Regions from separate parts of the Mus musculus genome. Here region 2 is linked to region 1. Evidence: chromatin contacts called from public Hi-C data. All regions are on one chromosome and are shown on one strand. The core of a region is the stretch at or near the end of the contact, and the rest is flanking DNA. Distances in the headings are between cores, read along the strand shown.

What was found. A called contact is a pair of places that touch in the nucleus more often than the background predicts.
Region 2: a Hi-C map of the Ba/F3 cell line shows a contact between it and region 1, with 4 times the contacts expected there. The contact joins two enhancer-like sites. A contact is called at or near these places in 2 of 484 Hi-C or Micro-C datasets (the Ba/F3 cell line and CD4 T cells).

Annotation. Positions count from the first base shown.
Region 1 is chr7:117,390,246-117,396,980 of GRCm38.p6, forward strand. All of the region lies in intron 1 of Xylt1 (xylosyltransferase 1), which reads left to right. Among named protein-coding and RNA genes, the nearest start is that of Xylt1, 13 kb to the left of the region's middle. Within about 2 kb of position 3,941, at least 123 of the 459 cell types and tissues checked have an H3K27ac peak or open chromatin away from gene starts, as enhancers often do. A contact at or near this core is called in the Ba/F3 cell line, where this site is marked.
Region 2 is chr7:118,272,034-118,279,680 of GRCm38.p6, forward strand. All of the region lies in intron 2 of Gm34999 (a long non-coding RNA gene), which reads left to right. Among named protein-coding and RNA genes, the nearest start is that of Gm23229, 4.0 kb to the right of the region's middle. Within about 2 kb of position 3,443, at least 94 of the 459 cell types and tissues checked have an H3K27ac peak or open chromatin away from gene starts, as enhancers often do. A contact at or near this core is called in the Ba/F3 cell line, where this site is marked.

The sequences.
Region 1 (6,735 bases), core at 2,691-5,190:
CCATCCATTTATCCTTCCACCTACCCACCCACCCACCTACCCACCATTTATCCATCTGCCAACCCACCCATCTACTCATCTTTCCATCTATCCATCCATACACCCATCCACCCTTCCACCCATTCACCCACCTACCCACCTATCCACCTTTCCATCCATCCATCCATCTATCCATCCATCCATCCATCCATCCATCCATCCACCCATGCATTTAACCACACATGCATGCATTTCATATCTATTTTTCTATCCATACACCATCAATTCATCTACTTGTACATGAATGATCCATCTATTTACCCTTCTGTCTGTCCTTGCATCCATCCATTCATCCATTCATGGGATTGCAAATCGACCCATATATTAAGTGCCATAAGGCTGTATGGACTAATGCAATTCTTTTAAATGTCACCAGGGATGGCAGCATGTGTCACATTTTGTTTGTTACGAATGGCCACGCTGAAAATGGCCATACCCTGAACCCTTCAATTCTTAGATCCCTCTCCCACGATCATTTTTAAAAACTCATTTACTAATCAGTTTGCTACCTGTTTGATAGAAATTTGTGATCATTGTGGACAGCTGAGAGTGACCACATGTCAGTCATTACTACAACAGTTTTCGAGTACCCTCTGTATGATGGAGGTAGTGGAGCCTCAGAGTACACAAACTCTCTCAAACACCAGGTCACTCAGAAAATGAGCCTCACAGATAAAGATGGAATCCTGCATTCTCCTGTTTGGTGAAGTTTGCACTTTGTGGCAGCAGGATATCTAGAGTCCCTGTCCCACCCCCACCATCCACTTATGTGTTCCTCATGCCCTGACACTTTAAGGGTGGGCACTGGGAAGTTGGGTGTTGTTGAAGAAAAAGGCAAGTGGATCGGTAGAACATTCTGGATCCCCTTGGCTTGGGTTCTAGCTTTATCAAAGATATCTGACTTTCACCTCTATGTCTTTCTGGAGCGTCCTCTGATGGTGTATGTAAACCCAACTCTCCCCTTGGGTCATAGTGATCAAATCTGGGCCATAGAGAAGAAAGTGTTAGGGCACTCAGACCACCCCATAGAGATGAATGCCAGGGCTCCTGTCTCAGAGCAGGGTCCGGGGAGCCTCTCATCTATTCTCTCCGTGATGATCAAGTGATTGAATGAATGCATGAATGAATGGAACTCACTAGAGGTTGTGTGCATTCACAAGCTATCCACACTGACTCCTTGTCTGAGTGCCTGCTGTGAGTCAGGCTCTGTGTAAAATGTGGGACCCACCTTCTGCTGGCCGTGGCGGGGACACAGGAAGATGCACACACAGACTAATCACAATGGAGTAGAATCTAAGTTACTGACGAGTGAAGGCAAGGCTTAGCGTAGTGGGGAAAGAGCGATGTGCATCTGGAGGAGGGCAGAGTTTTCGGGGAGCAGTTTGTGTTCTGCTCACTTTTGGTGTATATTTTGCTAACTTCGGGGTGAGAATATATTTTGGAAGGATGCTTTTTGCTAAAGGAGTCCCAAACTGTCTGCAGGAGTCCCAAATAAGCTGCAGACACCAATGTCAATTCACCAGGGCTTTCACGAGGGGTGACGGCTCTCTTTCAGAAGTTTGAGGGCTGGGAATGCAGGTGAGCTGTGCAAGATCCTGATCCATTCCTAGCACAGAAAAAGGAGGAAAAAAAAAGCTGTGTGCAAAGTGCTGTATCTAGTCATGTCCGCATGGAAGTTTCACAGGTCTTAGATTTTTTTTTAACGTTCATTTAACTGCTCTGTGTTCTTACTCTCTTCTATCTCTCTTCTCCTTTCTCTGTGTACAGTTTAGTAAATGGTCACAAACTGAGCACACCCAAGACTCCCACACTCAGACCAAGAGTGTCACAGCTCCTGTGACTTTGCTGCTGTGTCCCTCCCCCACTTCTTGAGCAGCACATTTAAAAATACTACTAATAGCTTTGTGTTTTTTTTTAAAGCATATTAGGGAAATGTATACATGGAAATGTCAGCTTCAGAGCTCTTGTGACCTCACTTGTAAATAGCATGGCAAGAAAGTAGAAAGAAATTATCTACCAGTCTATAAAGATCCTAGTGCCAAGCCCAGCTTTAACTGGGTCCCAGCTGAGTTTGGTGAAAGACTGTCAAGGAGTATTACATTTTTTAAATGTCCAGTAACCCGTTTGAAGAGAGATAGTTGTTTAGAGGTTAGCTATGCTACAGCTGTGGAGATGGCTGTAAAGTGCTTACCACACAAGCATGGGGGCCTTAATTTGATCCACAGGACCCACCTTAAAAAACAAAACAAGCAAAACCAAACCAAACCAAAAACAACGCCTTCCCCCCAACCCAAACAGATGTGGTGGCTGGGGAGGCAGAGACAGTTGAATCCCCGGGGTTCTCTGGCCAGCCAGCCTAATCAGTGAGCGCAGGCCAGTGAAAGACTGTTTCGAAAGTCCCAATGGAAAGGGCTTAAGGTAGACACTGGGAGGAACCACTGGAGCCCACTAGACTTTCACGATTCTGTTGCTTCTGTACAGGTTTCCATGGAGGACTCCCAGGTTTGTCCTCCTTGATTTAGTTCCCAGCCCTTCCTGTGAGTCTCTGGGACTCATGCCTCCTGTTGAATCCTTGTCCTCTGTTTGGTCCGCTACGTATTGAACATGAAATTACCTGCGATGAATGAGTCCCTGGACAGATTGGTAAATGGCTGCGTTAACTTAAACCAGAACCGAGACTGCAATTCAGAGCCCAGGGTAACAGAACCACCACGCAGATGACAGCAGCAACTCTAAAGGGCTATGGGGACACCCAATCATCTCTTGAGGAGGTCGGTGGGGAGTGGGGAAAGCCCAAGGACTCTAGCGAGATCATTTCACAACGTCTCAGCACTCAACCACACTGGCGTTCATTAAATAAACAACGGCTTTTGTAATGGAGAGCCTGTATACATTATTTAAGGATAGTATTAAAATCCACTTAGAGGATCAAGAAATATGGTGGTTACCTCATTAAGTACCCTTTCTTTAGGGATGTGAAAGATACTCTTTCTATCTTCATCTTTACTGGTGAAACGGGGTTTTATTAATTAGAGATGTAATGAGAAATCTTTTTTTGTTGTTTTGTTTTGTTTCCCTTTGCCAGACTTTTAGCTGTCTTGTGTTTGATTGTGGGTTGGTTTTTTATTTTTTCATGAAGGACCAGGCTTTGCAGATGTTCAGTATGAAATAAAAGCCTATTCATTGCCTCTCATTCATGCTGCCTTTTATCTCTAGCTGGGAAGAGACAGCTGGTGTCGAAGACACAGAGAACCCCTTTGGCTCACAGGTGACTTGACTCTGGGTCTAATGTGAGCCAGCCCCTCATCTAGGTCTCTCCTAGCATCTTAAATCTTAAGTAGAAGGCAAAGAGAAGACAGTTTGAGGAGGGTGGGGACCATGCGAGAACAGGGCTTTAGCAACCACCCAGCGATTTGCAGGTGGGCCTGGCTTCTGTTACTAACTTTCCCCCACCAGGAAGCTGGTGGCAGCTGGAGCTTTTGGAAGGTTCATAACTCTCAGCCAGCAGAAGGATCTGGAGGAAGCCAGCTGTTTATTGGGGATGGTTAGGGGAGCGACGATGCCCAAACTAAAGTGGACGCTAGAAAGTAGTCGGGAAGCCAGGAGCCAGGAGCAAACCTGGCCCTCTGTGGGTGAGAGAGGCACAGCACCACCCATCTCCTGGCTCTCCTCTTCTTCTCTTCCTCCCTCACTTGAAAGAAATAGGGGATTTCTAAACACCCTGGTTGGTAGCCAAAACCACTGACTTTAAATCCTAATCTATTCTGGAGTGCCTGCTACTGCTGGACTCTGGCCTTTGTTTCTGGAAAGGTGACAGTTTGCAGGAGGAAGGTGTGACTTTCCTTTCTGCTGGGACTTCCAGCTTGCCCTGGGGCCACCCTGCTTATCTGTGTCACTTCAAACCACAGTTGGAGTTTGTGTGAGTCAACTTCCCTTTACTGTGGTGAAATGCCCCACGGTAGGCAGGGAGATTGACTGAGGCTCAACGTTTGGAACGGTTTCTATACCTGGTTTTCCGCCACTGAGCCTGTAATGAGGCAGGAGAGTGTGGTAAAGGGAGCCACCCACCTCATGACAGCCTGAAAGCAGAAAGAGGGTTGGCTGCTGGTCACCTAGCTCATTCCTGTGAGGTCCCACCTTCTACAGACTCCATCCCCTTCAGCTGAGCCGTTTGGGACCACATCTTCAAGGGATCATCAGCTTTTGTGGGCTATCTGACAAGATTGGAGTTAACTCTCACAATAACATGCTAACAATTGCGGTTCCCTGTGAGAAGTCAGTGTGTGCCAGGCTAAGCAGAATATCAGGGATTAGCACGTTCAGTCATTTACAGCAGCCTTATCAAGTGGCTGCGGTGCCACCTCCTACCTACCTTATTCCCTGATCTTTATTTCTCTGAAGAGACTGAGGCCTGGGGAGAATAAGGAATTCCGCCAGGCAGTGGTGGCACACGCCTTTAATCCCAGCACTTGGAAGGCAGAGGCAGGGGGATTTCTGAGTTCAAGGCCAGCCTGGTCTAAAGAGAGAGTTCCAGGACAGCCAGGGGTACACAGAGAAACCCTGTCTCGGGGGGGGGGGGGGGAAGAAAAGAAAAGAAAAAAAAAGAAAAAATCTAGAATTCCCCTGAGCTATACAACAAGCAACAATGGAACATGACTCAGGCAACATGACCTGGGAGCCTGTATGTCAAAATTCTGGGCTCCATAGAAAGGGGTATATGTGTGTATGGAGGTGCACATGTGTTTGTGCTGGGATGTAGGTGGAGGCCAATGTTGGGTATATTCCACTCTCATTGAATCTAGAGTTCTCTGATTCAGGACTCTGGCTGGCCAGTAAGACCTTGGGCTCTACCTCTAACCCTCTCCCAGGCACTGGGATTATATATGTACCCTGACACGCTCAGATTTTGTGTGCCAGGGTCCTCTTTACCAACATCTCTGGTAGATGATTTTAGCAGAGCAATTTCTCTAAGCCATTATGCAAAATCCCTCTACTAGCCTGGCCCCATCTGCCCATTGTGTTGATGGAACTACTGAGACCCAGCAACAAGCAGGATCAAGCTGGGGTGTCAATCAGAGCATGACTTACTGTTGCTAAAAGCAAAATGTACACATTCAGACCTGACAGTCCTCTGTGCTGAGAAGCCATGATCCCTCCATCCTCACCAAGTTGGGCAGGGCCAGTGGCAGGCACCCTCCATCCACAGTGAGAAAGAGAAGTAACATCCACGGTGTAATATTTTGATAAGTTTCTGATTTGTATTAAAATAGTAATTACAGCAATTATTACGGACTCGAATTTCAGGGAGACCCAGCTGCTTACAGAGAGAAAAATAATTAACCACATATTCTCTGGGAATTGCATGGAAGCCAGGCCTGGCCCTTTTCCTCCCTGAATGTCCAGTGGAGGCTTGGCTGCAGGTTGAAGGCCACGTGTTTTGCCAGCTGCTGTTGTGAGTGGGATGAGTAGCCAAGATCCACTGTAGGAGCCGCTGGTGACAGTGAAGTGTGTCATCCCAGGGATGCTGGATTTGAATGGTGACCCTGTCCTTCAGTCTATCAGATGGGTGGCACGTTAGAGACAAGCACAGTGTCAGCTGGAGGAAAATAATTGCAACCTGTGTTTTATTATTAAATAGTCCAAAAGACACTAGCCCCTGCTGGTACCTGGCCACACTGAAGGATGCCTAGCTAATTTCATTTGATTACCGAGCTTCTCTCTATGAAGCTGATTGGACTGTAAGCTGGCTTGATTGTGAAGATGTATTATAGTTCTAACTTTATTTACTTCCCTCTCAGTGCTGGGCATGGAACCTGGGGCTGGTCCAGGCTCAGCAAGCCCTATATCTCCAAGATGCCTGTCCATGGCCCTTTAGCTAGCCCCTAGTTGGTGGCCATTAGAGATAGTGTTGCTATGAACATTCTTTAAGAAGAGATTACTGCATTCGAATTTATTTATTTAATGTGTATGTGTGTGTGTGTGTGTGAGAGAGAGAGAGAGAGAGAGAGAGGGAGAGGGAGAGGGAGAGGGAGAGGGGAGGGAGAGGGAGAGGGAGAGGGAGAGGGAGAGGGAGAGAGAGAGAGAGAGAGAGAGAGAGAGAGAGAGAGAGAGAGAGAGCAAGCGAGCGCACAGGGCTCAAAATACAACTTTCCAGAGTCAACTGCTTCCTTCCACCATGTAGGTCCCCAGGATGGGACTCATCAGGAATGCCACCATTCCTGGTATGCAGCATTGTCTGCTGAGCCAACGCTCCAGCTCTGCCCTGAGCACTTTCATATGTGTCTTTGATGAACACACAGGCATTGGCTAGATAAATATCCATGTGCAAAATCAATGTATTTACTCTTTTGCTTTGTTTCCTTTTTCTAAATGGCTGGTTTGGAGATGAGCTTTGGCTTTGAAACCTGACCTTCATTCACACGGAGGAGTGGAGGTTGGCGATAGGTTCCCAGGCTGCGGTTCCAGCAGGAGACTCATGTCCATAATTAGTGTTGTAGAGTGGGAATCCATATAACTGAGATGTATTGGTTGGTTATTGTTCAGTTCCTTTTAGGCTGCTGGAAGCACCTGACATTAACTACTTTGGGAAACGATGCCATCATTTAATTTCTTATGCTGAAGTCATATGGTCCAGAAAGCTGTTATCTTTACTCAGCAAAACAAGTCTGGCAGAATTAGGCCTGTTTTTTTTTTCTT
Region 2 (7,647 bases), core at 2,193-4,692, 880 kb after region 1:
CGTTTGCTCGGTCCTGCGCCTGTGCAGCCTCTCGCCACAGAGATCTCCATTCCAAATATTTGCCCATATTAGGGAGAGCGGCTTTTGCAATCATTTGCCAGTCGGCAGGAGTTAGTGCCATGCCGGCAAGCCTGTCTAACTGCACCAAGGTAAAATTAGCATTAATTCCATATTTAATCTGCACATATTCTACCGGAGCGTGGACACGCCCACCCTCGGCTCCTTCAAAGACTGGAAATGCCTGTTGTATTTTCCTTTGTTCCTCTCGGGGAATGAATGAGTCTGCGCACTGCCTCTCTGCGCACTGCCTCTCTGCGCATTGTTGACGCACTACGGGCTGACGCACTACGCAGGGCGGGGACTCCGCATAGGGCGGGAGTGCACCTGGTAGCCGATTGCCCTGAGGCCAATTAGCAAACTGGCCTTCGCCAGCCGCTTTTGGCTTTTTCCTTAAATGACTAGTTAGCACTTTACTTGGCGGCTGGTATCCTTTTCTTTCATAATGAGCCGCTTTTTTCTCCCAGTCTGTTTCTTCAGAGCACAGGCTCCTTCTCCTAGAGACCTCCGCTAATTGATCTTTCTTCTTTTCCCTTTTTCCTCTTTTTCTTCTAATCTCTCTCCAGGTATTCCTACCTAACCTTAACTTTTCCTCGGGTTCAAGACCCTTGGAAAGGCCTGTATACTTATTTTGTGTACCATATTTCCTTTTTGTTCCTACTCTCTCTCCCCGCTTTACTTCTGATAGCTTGTCCTGAATTTCCTCTAGAATTTTCAGCCCTATCTTAACCACTATATAACATGTGAAAAGGAACAAAAGGGCTTCTAACACTAGAAAAAATTCAAGGCCAAACATAACTTGTAAAGCCATTTTCCACTTTACTTCTGATAGACTGTCTTGAATTTCCTTAGAAAGTTCAAGATCAGACTTACCTCGTTCCCCAGCTGAAAAGTTCTGAATTCATACAGTTGAATCCTTCTTAACAGTCTGCTTTACGGGAACCTTTATCACCGTCGTTCCCCAGCTGATGAGTTCTGAATTCGGCAGTTGAATCCTTCTCAACAGTCTGTGTTACGGGAACCTTTATAAACGTGATCCGCAGTTCTGGTTCCGGAATGAGGGATCCTCCTTGCGCCAGTCCCGAGTTTTTTTCTCGTCCCGGGTTTCGGCACCAATTGTTATTAGACGCGTTCTCACGACCGGCCAGGAAGAACACCACAGACCAGAATCTTCTGCGGCAAAGCTTTATTCTTACATCTTCAGGAACAGAGTGCAAGAAGCAAGAGAGCAAGAAGCAAGAGAGGGAAAAAACGAAACCCCGTCCCTCTTAAGGAGAATTCTCCTTCGCCTCGGACGTGTCACTCCCTGATTGGCTGCAGCCCATCGGCCGAGTTGACGTCACGGGGAAGGCAGAGCACAAGTAGTCATAAGATACCCTTGGCACATGCGCAGATTATTTGTTTACCACTTAGAACACAGGATGTCAGCGCCATCTTGTAACGGCGAATGTGGGGGCGGCTCCCAACATTTCCTGATGAGGGACCTCATGTTCAGGGAAATAAAGTGCCCTGCCCAAGGTCTGTGAGAGCACCAGAGCCTGATAAATTAGAAAGCTGAAAAGAAAAAGGATGGTCAAAACAGAATATAAATATGCATGCCTGCATGTGTGCATGCATGTGCAGAGGCCTGAAGGACACTGGGTAGTCTGTATCACTCTCCACCTCATCCTTTAAGACGGGGTCTCTCATTGAACTTAGAGCTAGGCTGGTAGACAGTAAGCCTCAATTATCTTTCTGTCTCTAACTCCAGAAGCCCTGGGGTCACAGGTATACTAAGGCCAAGTTCAGCTCTATTTTACAGGTTTTTAAATTTAGATACTCTCTCTTGTGCAGCAATTGCTCTTACCAGCCAAGCTATCTCCTTAGACCCCTGGAATTCTTTGTTCTAAAGAGAACATTATTCAAAGAGCTTCCTCAGCCTAGAGCTCTGTGTGTGCCCCTTCCCTCCCCCCTTTTCTCCTTTATTCACCCCAGACAAATGTTTACTGCTGAGCTATTATACATCCCCAGCCTGTCCTATTCTTCTGAGATTCATGTCCTCACAACATGGACCTTCTGACAAGTAAATGTGGCTTGGGATTGGCTTCTCAATTGAGCGCCCTTTGAGGAATTTGACAACTTGGAGGCAGAGAGTTGGGAGCTGTTTATATAATAATGTGGCCTGAAAACAAGCAGGAGCGTTTGTTCGATCGTGGGTTTTGTAGTTACTCCTGCTGCAGAGTCTCCTTCACAAGAGGAAAGCCCTTTACCATCAGCCATTTAGAGAGAAGCCATGTGCTGCTCTGTGGGCTGTGTTCTCCTCCAGCAGGTGCTTTCCGTAACTGGCTGGTTTGCAATGCTTGGGTAACTCCATAGTTTGACCAGGCATTTCCAGATCTTCCCTGGGAGAAAAGAGCCATTGGCTGCGGTTCCTAGGGGAAAACCAGCTCTGACAGCAAAGCTTTTCGAACCCAACCTGTAACTTACACATTAGGAATTGCCACAGGTGATTCTAGTTAGAAGCACCCCTCACTCCAAGGGGTTGACAGCGTCAGTACAGAAGCAGTTTAGGTCACCAGCATCCACAGAGCCACCCTAGGGTCTCAACATGCTTTCTCCTTTGGCCTCATCTGTTGAAAACCCAGATCCCAAAATGTTCTAGAAGCAGTGGTTCTCAGCCTTCCTGATGCTGCGACCCTTTAAGATAGTTCCTTGTTTTGTGGTGACTCCCAATCATAAAATTATTTTTGTTGCTATTTCATAACTGTAATTTTGGTACTGTCATGAATTGTAATGTAAATCTCTGTGTTTTCCAATGGTCTTAGGTGACCCCTGTGAAGGGGTTGTGTGACCCCCAAAAGGGTCGCAGTCCCATAGGTTGAGAACCGCTGCTTTAGAAGGTAAGGCTTTGAGAGCTGGAGATGTTAGCTCAGTTGGCAGAGTGCTTGCCAGGCATGCAGGAAGTCCTGGTTCCTCCCAAAGCATGGGGCAAACACCCAGGTGGTGGTGCATGCCTGCAATTCTAGCATTGAGAGGTAGAGGCCGGGATGGTCAGGCTGTGGAAACTGAGTCCACGAGAAGAGGACTAGTACCCTTAAGAGAGAGGCCTCGCCCTGATATAGCTACCTTTTTACATTACTGTGAAAAAATTTGAAGAGAAGAGAAAGAGTTATTTGGGCTTACAGTTTGAGCAGTCTTCATTTACAACAGCAGAGAAGGCACAACAGACTTCACACTGTGGAGAATGTGTCTAGGATTCCTCAAATTTCCACAGAGCAGGAAGCAGAGACAGAGAGGGGAAGAACTTGGGTTAGAAACAGGCTTGACTATGACCTGTAAGGCGAGGCTCTACTGATCCACTTCCTGTAGTCACGTTCCACATTGTAAGGTTCTCCAATCTTTCTGAACGGTGCCACCACGTGGAGACCAAGTGTTCAAACACTGTAAGGACATTTCGCATTCAAACCATTACCCCTACTGTGGGAAGGTATAGTACAAAAGTTATAGAAGTTAGGTCCTCCTCAGACACTGCATCTGTTGGTGTCTCGACACTGGACTTTCTAGATGGTAGAATTCTGAGAAATGAATTGCTGTTTGTAAGCCGCCAGTCTATCCCAGTCTGTAACATCACGCTGTAGCCTCCCACACAAAGACAAGCATCTACTGGTACATATGGTTCTCTGCTCCTTTGTTTATTTGTTTTGTGAGTCAGAGTCTGGACTATTGTTTGTTTGTTTGTTTTTAAACAGAATTTCACTATGTAGCCTGGCTAAAACTAACGTAGACTAGCCTAGCTTCAAATTCACAGAAATACACCTGACTTTATCTCCCAAGCCCTAGGCTTACAAACTTGAGTCATCCCTTGGGCCTTATTTGATTGACAGACAGGGAGCTCGTCTTGCAGTAGGCTTGGGAGGTGCCACTGCCCATTACTGCACCAGAACCCAGAGTGATCAGCCTAACGGAACCTGCTTTTCCTCAGGCTTTTCTGGAAGTCTGATTGCACAGTTAGTTATTATTTATGGTGGTATGTCTCAGGCTTCTCCCCATTTATTTAACTATCAGCTTAGAATGGATACCCAACTCCTTACTGACAGAATATATGTAACAGGCACAGCTACAACGGCACAGCCATGTAGTGTGTTCGTAGAGCGGGCAGAACTGGATTCTGAAGGAGCCCTGGGATCTCCTTATTGGTCATTACAGGTGACCTGTGCCCTCAGTGTTTTCTCTGGATTCCAAATTCTGCAGAAGAAAAGGGAGGCATTAGGTCCCCAACTTGTAAAAGCTGAGAAGTCCCAAATCAAACTCCAGAAAGAGTCCTACTTATCTTCTGTCTGTCTGTCTGTCTGTCTATCTATCTAGGTATCCCCCTCCCTCTCTTGAAATCTGCAACCCACAATCTTGGAGGCTAACAAGGGGAAAAGGATGAGGGGAGGGCTTCTCTTAGCCGCACAGACTCCTGGGACATCACTGTAAGCCTTTGACAAAGTTTGTACTCTCCAGCAGTAAATTTCTTTTTATTTATTTACTTATTTATTTTTAGAGACAGGGTTTCTCTGTGTAGTACTGGCTGTCCTGGAACTCACTCTGTAGACCAGGCTGGCCTCGAATTTAGAAATCCACCTGCCTCTGCCTCCCAAGTGCTGGGATCAAAGGTGTGCGCCACCACCAACCCGCTGGTAAATTTCTTTATGTTGTGTATTTCTTCACTTACTTATTTGACAGGTGGTCACGTGTCTAGGGTGTGAAACCGCTCTGTACCTGAGGACCTTGAACTTTTGATCCTCCAGCCTCCGACTTCCTTCGGAGTACTGGCCACCACACCCAGTTTCAGCTTTATTTTTGAGATAGAGCTTTGGTATGCAGCCCCGGCTGGACTCAAAATCACAACCTGCTTGCCTCCGCATCCTGAGGGGTAGGGTTACAGGTGTGCACCTTCACACCCTGTGGCATCCCTTATTTTAGAGAAAACTGAGACCCGAGGCAGTAAACGGACTCCCTCTGAGTGACCAAACTCTAGCCACTTTCTACCCCATTGTCCCCTCCCCTACGGCTTCACACTAGCACACAGGGACAGGAGTGAAGGGTGAAGGCAGGCTTGAAGACCCCACGGCACATGCGCCACTTAATCACCTTAAAACTGGGCGTGGTGGCACATTCCTGGAAGCCCTGGAGACAGGAAGAAGTTTAAGATCATCCTTGGCTAAAAATAAGTTTGAGGCCAGCCTTCATGACATGCGACCCTGTCTCAAAGCAAAAATAAAACACAACCAACCAACCAACCACCACCACCACCACCCAAAAAAACCAAAAAACAAAACCCACATGTTTTTAAAAACAAGATTTCTCCTCCCTTCATCACTTTCAAGCAAAGGGCAAAAAAAGTAAACTAAGGTATGGACTAGATTACCACAAAAGGTTTTTTGTGAGTTAGAAACTTCCAGAACAATAAGGTTTCTGCCCCTCTCGCTCACAAGTTTTGCGCATTCCACTCTGTGGCACTTTCTACGTGTTTAAGGAAACCCTTAGTCCAGATGCAACTTTGTTCCAATTCTGAGTCAGCCTTGGTTTCACTTTCAAATCACTGCGTAGCAGTCTGGTAAAACGTTGAGTAAGGAGTAAGAAGGGAAAGCTGGAGGGTGGGGCTGGGCGGGGCGAGTGAGCAATAGCTTGTTCAGAGGATGCCACCGGGGAGTAACAGGCAGTAATTAATAACATGGCGGTCAGAGTCACAGCCCTAGTGTTAATTAAAGAGCTTCCTCCTTGCTGGCTTATTCTCTAGGGCCCCCTTGGAGGAGCTCACGGACTTTAATGCTTCTGCCTGAGGTTGTTCGCATCCGTTGGTGGGGACTGGAAGGCCAGGTCCTCAGAGAATCAGAAAACAACACCACAAACCCAATAACCGCCCCTGGGCAGCTGGACTGGCTTCAGGGAGGTACATTGACCTGTACTTCCAAAAGCTTCAGACACATCTCAAATTGAGTTTTTATAACCCGGGTCCTGGCTTTTGTCAGGAGGGTGGGGTCTGGAGGGGACAGCTTCAAGATTAGCATACGGTAGAAGCCAACTGGCATAGAAGCACAAACCTTTCTATGACTATTACTGACCGTTTTTCCCTCTGGTACTTGGGACTTCATCAGGGACGCCCTGGGACTGAGCCATAGCTAAAACATTCCCATATTTTAGTGAGTCAGGAGAATCACCCAGATTGAAGTGTAGTCTGTATGGGCCTTGGGACCAAACTTGGCATTCAGAATTTCTCCCGAGTGATACTGATGCTCAGGGCCGTGAATAGACTTACAAGAAAGAATTAGGACAGTTCTGATACCTGGGTCTTGGTTTTGGGTTGGTGGGGAAGATTGAACAATAGGGTTGTCTGGGGCTTCCAAGAAGGTTCTGGTGTGAAATAGGGTCTGATGTGCATTGGCCTGAGGCAGTGTCAGAGGGACAAGGCATGCTGCTCAGCTGGCAGAGTGCCTGCTTCACATACAAGAAACCCTGGGCTCTGTCCCTAACACTACATAAACACAAGGCTTGGAGTCAAACTTGCAGTTCCAGTGCTTAGGACATAGAGGCAGGAGATGAAGGCCATCCTCAACTACACAGTAAATGTGAGACCAGCCTGAGTTACAAGTGGCTCTGCCTCAAACATTCCAGTAGGTTAGTTTTAAAAAATGTCAGCTAGCCCTGTCCTTCTGAGCTGACTCAGAAGGTCCAGCCTAGCCTGAGGGTCTTCATTTCTAACGGTACTGCTGAAGTTGCCAGTCCAGGGATCACATAGAAAAGATCATCACCAAGAGGAGACCATTGAGCGTCACAGCCATTATCAATGGCAACCAGCCGGTGGCCTCTCTAAGATTTGCTAAATCTCTGATTTATCTACTCCATGTGCCTCAGTTCAGGACAATGTTGCCCCTCTAGAACAGTGAGCAGCTGTCTTATTCCCCAGATAGTGGAGAAGAGGATTCTGGGACTCAGAGAGCTAGGGTCCGCCCCACCAAGTCAGGACCATAATTGAATACCCCACCTTTGGAAAAGAGGGCTCAGCTACCTGTTGTGTAAGCAAAGAGTGGAGGAAGTGAACTGCAACCAACCCTAGGGGCGTGGATGTCCAAAAGAAGAGTTCTCTTTTGGGAACCGGTATGCTATGTGTCAGGCCACTGAAAACTTAGAGGTCATTATTCTGGAGTTATTTCTCTAGCCAATGCAATGTTTTCTCCAGTTTTCATGTTCTTCACAACAGTTAAAAAGAGGAGGGGGGCCGGGCATGGTGGCACACGCCTTTAATCTCAGGAGGCAGAGGCAGGAGGATTTCTGAGTTTGAGGCCAGCCTGGTCTACAGAGTGAGTTCCAGGACAGCCAGGGCTATACAGAGAAACCCTGTCTTGAAAAACAAAAAACAAAACCAAAAAAAAAAAAAAAAAAAAAAAAAACCAAAAGAGGAGGAGGAAGATGATGAAGAGACGAAGAGACAGGGGAGGAAGAAGAAACAATAAAGCTGAGAAGAGGAGAGGGGAAGACAAGATGTGGTGGTGTGCTCTTCTATCACCATCTTTTCTGGAGGCTGAGGAAGCTAGAGCCTTTGAGCTCAAGAGTCTGAGGCCAGCC